2 separate regions of the Macaca mulatta genome follow, and region 1 is linked to region 2. The links are chromatin contacts, called in public Hi-C maps. All regions are on one chromosome and are shown on one strand. The core of a region is the stretch at or near the end of the contact, and the rest is flanking DNA. Distances in the headings are between cores, read along the strand shown. Region 1 overlaps DAPK1 (death associated protein kinase 1). Region 2 has its middle 170 kb from the start of DAPK1.

Region 1 (2,700 bases), core at 43-2,542, 330 kb before region 2:
CATCAGCTGCTGGCATCTTCAGTCATGGTCTGGCTGGGTCTTTCATGAGGCCACACACAGGACAGAAATATTTATTCGTCTTGAAAATGCATATAAATGCTCTATTAGGGAGTAACTGGAACCTGTGCCCAAGCATGGCTGGGCAGGCTTGACAATGGCCCACGAGATCTAACAAGTCAGGCACAGCAGGGTGAAGTGGGTATGGTGTGTGCATTTGCGGTGGGTGACCAGGTGCCCTAGAAACGGGCCTCACCCCTTGCGGAGTACTTGGTAATAACTGAGCCTGCAGAGAAAGCACAGAGCTGGGCGCCCCCCGACTGCACAAATCAGACCTATTACTTTTGGGGAGGGAATGACATCCCGATAACATGAGTGCATTCAGGGAGGCGACATCCTAGCCCCAGCGGTCAGCAAACACTTTCCGTCAAGGGCCAGGGGAGGAGGTGTTTGGGCTCCGTGGCACATATGGTCTCTGTCACAGCTGCTCAGCTCTGACACCTGGCATGGAAGCTGCCAAGGCCAATACACACCTTAGGCATGGCTGTGTCCCAGTAAGACTTCATTTACAAAAACCAGCAGTGGGATATGGCCTGTGGGCCACGGTTTGCTAACCTCTGGATGATCTCCAGGAAATGAGGCTCTCTTCCAGCCTCGGGGCCTGAGCTGGGCTGACACATTAAAGCACCACTTGGTCTCCTCAGAGAATCACCCTCTGTCAGCAAAGCTCTAATCTGTGGGCCCAGGACTCTCCCACACAGGCTGGATGGTCAACCTACTCTCAGGCCGGCAAGTACCCGAATGGTAGTATTTCACTGCAGCCGTAACATTGCAACCATACCTCATTAGCTGATGCATTTTCCTTCTTGAGTATTTCATGAAATGTGAATCAAACGGTTTCCTCAGCAGGGAGGTGCTAGGTCTGGCATCGGGAGCAGGGAGTGAGGGAACTGAAGAAATCTCACTTAAAATACTCCACAGGCCTAAAGCAAAGCCTGACTCTTTACGCAACTCCTGCTTATGGCACCCGGCAGTCTGGTCTTGGGCAAATATGGAGACTGCACCCAATACTCACTGAGGATTCTTCCTCCCCCAGCTCCTTCTAAAGGGCAGGGGGTCCAGTGCCCTGGGGCAGAGGAGCATTTAGGAAGGGGAAGTACATACATCCCACAATGCAGGGGCCCTGGTGTGTGACTTGGAAAACAAAAAGAGCAGAGGGAAGCAGCGGAATCCCTGGCAGCGCAGGGTGTGGTGAGATGAGAAGAGGAACATTAAGGAGACATTAGGTTGGGCGTGTGTGGGCGAATGTCTGTGTTACTGCGGCGGAGGAGTGAACAGCAGCCTGGCTGCTTTAGAATGCAGAGTTGCCATGCAAGCCCTGTCCCTCCTGCCCTGGAGGCGCCAGAGGCTCCCAGCAGCTCCCTCCTGCACGAAGCCCTGTGAGCACTCACTGTGGTCAGCGCCTCCACGCTGGCTCCCATCAGACAGAGGTACCGGACCACGTCCAGGATCCCGTTGTTGGCCGCGAGGTGCAGAGGCGTTCGTCCGTACTGGGAAGAGAGAAAAAAGGTCAAAGGTCGTTCTTCTCATGCAGTTGCTGAGGATGACATTCCCGAGACACAAGGTTAAGGAAGGGGTTAGGGCCCACCAGAAAGAAGGAAAGAGCCATCTCCCTTCTCCTGAAACTTGCTCTCCACTGGGGCAGGCCAGCCAGGCAGAACCTTTCCAAGTGCTCTGCAGTTAAAAGAGGAGCTTCAAAATACAACTTCAAAGATAACTGAAGTAAGTTTCCTGCTGTGCTGGCCTGAAGGAGGCAGGAGCCAAGGGCTCAAGGCCCAGAGTTCCAGCAAGATCTGCACCATAGATCAAATGTAGACACAGCCAGGGAAGAAGATACACGGAAGACAGATATTGAAGACATCCTAATTAGTGAAAATCCCAGGACAAGCCCATAAGCCCTGTTTGTGCCTGTGGTTCCCAAACTGTGTGCCAAGGTAGCCCAGGGAACTGCACTGAATTCATAGGGGTGCCCAGGAATATCTAAAGTTTTTGATAAGAAAACTGGTTCTGAGACCAGGTGAACTACTCGCTTGAAGTGGTGCAGAGTGTCATCATTAGACTGCACCACCCTGCCTTCCATGACACCATGTCTCTCACAGCAGGGGGTTGGTGGCTGCCCTGGGAGGAATCAAGAGTCTTGAGGAAATCACTGTGGACAGGATATGAGGCCATATCCACTCTGAGTCCAAGGTTTCAAAAGTGCAGTACACTCATCACATTGTACGTAATGTGGTCGTGGAAGAAGGAAAAGAAAATATTAGTTTTCTTTCTGTTTATATGTATTATCTTTCTCAGCTGCTGCTAAGCTGTTAGGACATAAGTGGTTACTAAGTTGTTTGGAATGAACAGAAGTGTTAGGGATTTCTTTTGATCTAGGGGAACCATGAAAAAATAATTACTGAAACCCTGAGGATGTTGTGAACTGAGAAAGTTTGGGAATGTCTTTTTTATGCTATGTATTTTTAAATATCAGTTTTTGTTATACAGGTAACACATGCTCTTTTTAAAACTCCAAGCAACCTACAGAAACATATAATACAAAATAAAAATCTCCCTTCTCCACTCCCCCCTTTACTCTCAAGCTCCCTGGCTCAGAGCTGTCCCTGTTTTAACAATTTGGTCCATTTCCTCCCAAGCTCGTAT
Region 2 (2,807 bases), core at 76-2,575:
TCCTGACCTCAGGTGATCTGCCTGCCTTGGCCTTCCAAAGTGCTGGGATTACAGGTGTGAGCCACCGTGCCCAGCCTGAAAAACTGCATTTTTAATCATTTAATGCTATTATAGGAAATACAATTTGTTTTTATATTTTGGCCTTATGTCCAGGGTTAATCCTTTAGTATTAGAATTAGTAATTTTAATTCTTTACTTGTTGGTAAGATTCTTACATTGTTGGTAAGATTTTGCATGTTGATACCTGCAGCTCTAACTCATTTTTATTGTTACATAATGTTTCATTTGCTTTTTTCATTACGGATTAGTCATGCATTCTCTCAAGGATGGACATTTAGATCGTTTAGGTGGTCCCCTTCTCCTCCCCTTCCTTCTTCTTTGCTATTACATAACAACGTGACAACAGAATTCTAGTACCTGTCTCCTTGTGAAAATGTGTGAGATTTTTCTTTTCCAGGATCTACCAGGGAGTGGAACTACTGGGTTGTGGAGACTCAGATACTGCTTAGGCACAATTCATAGCCTCTTGGCCCGACCTACTTTTCGAGTTATTACAGTGGCAACCGGCTCTGTGAGCGCTCCAAGTGACTTTCCCTTAGTGTTCCCTGATCTACCCCACCCCCTTCTGTGATGCCTGCCTCTTGCTTTGGCCTGGGATGAGGTATGAAACACTACAGACCATGCTCAGTGTCCATGCATGCACAGCCACGAAGCATGGGGCAGGCAGCACCACATGGGGCAAACATTTAACCCTGGGACATAGGAGCCAGTGGATAAATTCTTCCCCTTTGCACCCTTGGACTAACTGTCCTGTAGTGCAGTTTGCATGACTTCTTGAAGGGTGATATCACTAGGTCCAGCCACGGGAGCACCCTCTGCAGGTGGCCCCTGCCTCACTCCCCTTCCCTCTCTGTTTCTGAGTCTCACTCTCACCACCTATCTCTGGGGTGCGTCCAGCAGAGTCTGCCGGGGTTCTCTTCCTGCCATTGTGAAGGTCCCCACGTCCAAGTGGGATAGAAGGAATGTGGTGGATTTGCGGGGAAACTGCTTCTGGTCAGTTGAGCTTTTGTGGCTGAAGCTACTCACACTGTAAATTCTACACACAGGAATTTATGGGAATCTGGTCTTCGGACTAGACAAGTTTGGTGCTAGTGGAGACCCTAGTTTAGGGGTTGGTTTGGAGCATTATGAATCTACTAGGGATTTAGCTGAATATTCAGAATCAGGAGGTTAAAACAGATGTGAATCTGATGACTGTTGCTGGCTTGGATTAGTAGGCACCAGCCTCAGGGCAGATGACTCAGCCAGCCCTGATTCTGCCTCCTCTAAAGCTAACATAATTTTCTGATGGCGTGGGTTGCATTATGGTCTATAATATTATTCATGCTATAGATACTTACTGAGAACCTACTGTATGCCAGATACTATTCTAAGTGCTTTAAAAACATTAATCCTCGCGACGGCTCTGAAGTAATAAGTGTTATGTCATATGAGGAAATTGAGGCACAGAGGCTTCATAACGTACCTCAGGTCCCACAGTGGTCGAGCTCTATTTGAACCCAGGAAGCCTACCCCTAGCCCCACACTCTTAACCATTGGACTACACTGAGTCTGTTGTTAGTCCCTCCTTCTCCTCCTCCTCCTTCTTCTTGGAGTCTTTTGTTAGTCCCTCCTCCTCCTTCTCATCCTTCTTCTTCTCCTTCTCCCTCCTCCCCCTCCTCCTCCTCCTCCTTCTTCTTCTTTTTCTTCTTCTTCTTCTTCCTCTCCTCTTCCTCCTCCTCCTCCTCCTTCTCCTCCTCCTCCCTCCTCCTCTTCCTCCTCCTCCTCCTCCTTCTGCTACTTCTTCTTCCTCTTCTTGAGACAGGATCTTGCTCCATCCCCAGGCTGGAGTGCAGTGGTGCAATCATGGCTCACTGCAGCCTGTGTCTCCCGGGCTCAAGCGATTCTCTTTTCCAGCCCCCCAGGTAGCTGGGACTATAGGCACACACTACCATACCTGGTTAATTTTTTCTATTCTTTGTAGAGTCAGGATGTCACTATGTTGTCCAGGCTGGTCTTTATCTCCTGGGCTCAAGTGATCCTCCTACTTTGACTTCCCAAAGTGCTGGGATTACACGTGCCAGCTGCCATACCCAGCCAGTCCTTTATTCCTTCCTTCCTTGCTTCTTTCTTTTTTCTTTTCATGTCAGAATTGTGGAGGTATAACTAACATGGTGAAAAAATAATACCCTTTTTAGGTACATAGTTCTGTGAATTTTGGAAAACACATACGCTCATGTAACCACCCCCATAATCAAGTCATAGACATTCTCATCATCCCAAGGGGTCATTGTGCCTTTTCCTGTACCTAGCCTCTGGCAACCACTGATCCATTCTCCTTCCCTGGAGGTTTGCTTTTTGGAGACTGTCACATGAGTAGAATCCTACAGGACATAGACTTTTGAGTGGCCTTCTTTCACTTAGCATGAGATTCATTCATGTTGTTGCACATGTTAGCAATGTGTTTGTTTATGGCCGAGGAGCATTCCATTGCATGAATGTATAATAGTTTGTTTCTGCATTTACCAGTGGATGAATAGTTGTATTATTTCCAGTTTTTGATTATTATTAATAAAACTGCTGTAAATATTTGTCTGCAGGTATTTGTGTGGACATATGTGTTTTCACGACCTTGGGTGAATACCTAGGAGTGGGATTTCTGGGTCATAAGTGAATATTTAACTTAATAAGAGAAAGCTTTCCGAAAAAGTCTGTGCCATTTTGCATTTCCACCAGCAATACACAGGTTTTCCAGTTGCTTTTTTTTG

Evidence for each region. A called contact is a pair of places that touch in the nucleus more often than the background predicts.
Region 1: a Hi-C map of sperm shows a contact between it and region 2, with 4 times the contacts expected there. The contact joins two enhancer-like sites. A contact is called at or near these places in 8 of 14 Hi-C or Micro-C datasets (blood, cortical neurons, fetal cortex germinal zone and 4 more).

The regions. Positions count from the first base shown.
Region 1 is chr15:118,400,068-118,402,767 of T2T-MMU8v2.0, reverse strand. It overlaps DAPK1 (death associated protein kinase 1), which reads right to left. Exons shown (of 26, transcript NM_001257788.1): 18 at 1,449-1,547. Among named protein-coding and RNA genes, the nearest start is that of CTSL, 68 kb to the left of the region's middle. Within about 2 kb of position 1,292, at least 5 of the 40 cell types and tissues checked have an H3K27ac peak or open chromatin away from gene starts, as enhancers often do.
Region 2 is chr15:118,073,544-118,076,350 of T2T-MMU8v2.0, reverse strand. It overlaps the pseudogene LOC144334789. Among named protein-coding and RNA genes, the nearest start is that of DAPK1, 170 kb to the left of the region's middle. Within about 2 kb of position 1,325, at least 4 of the 40 cell types and tissues checked have an H3K27ac peak or open chromatin away from gene starts, as enhancers often do.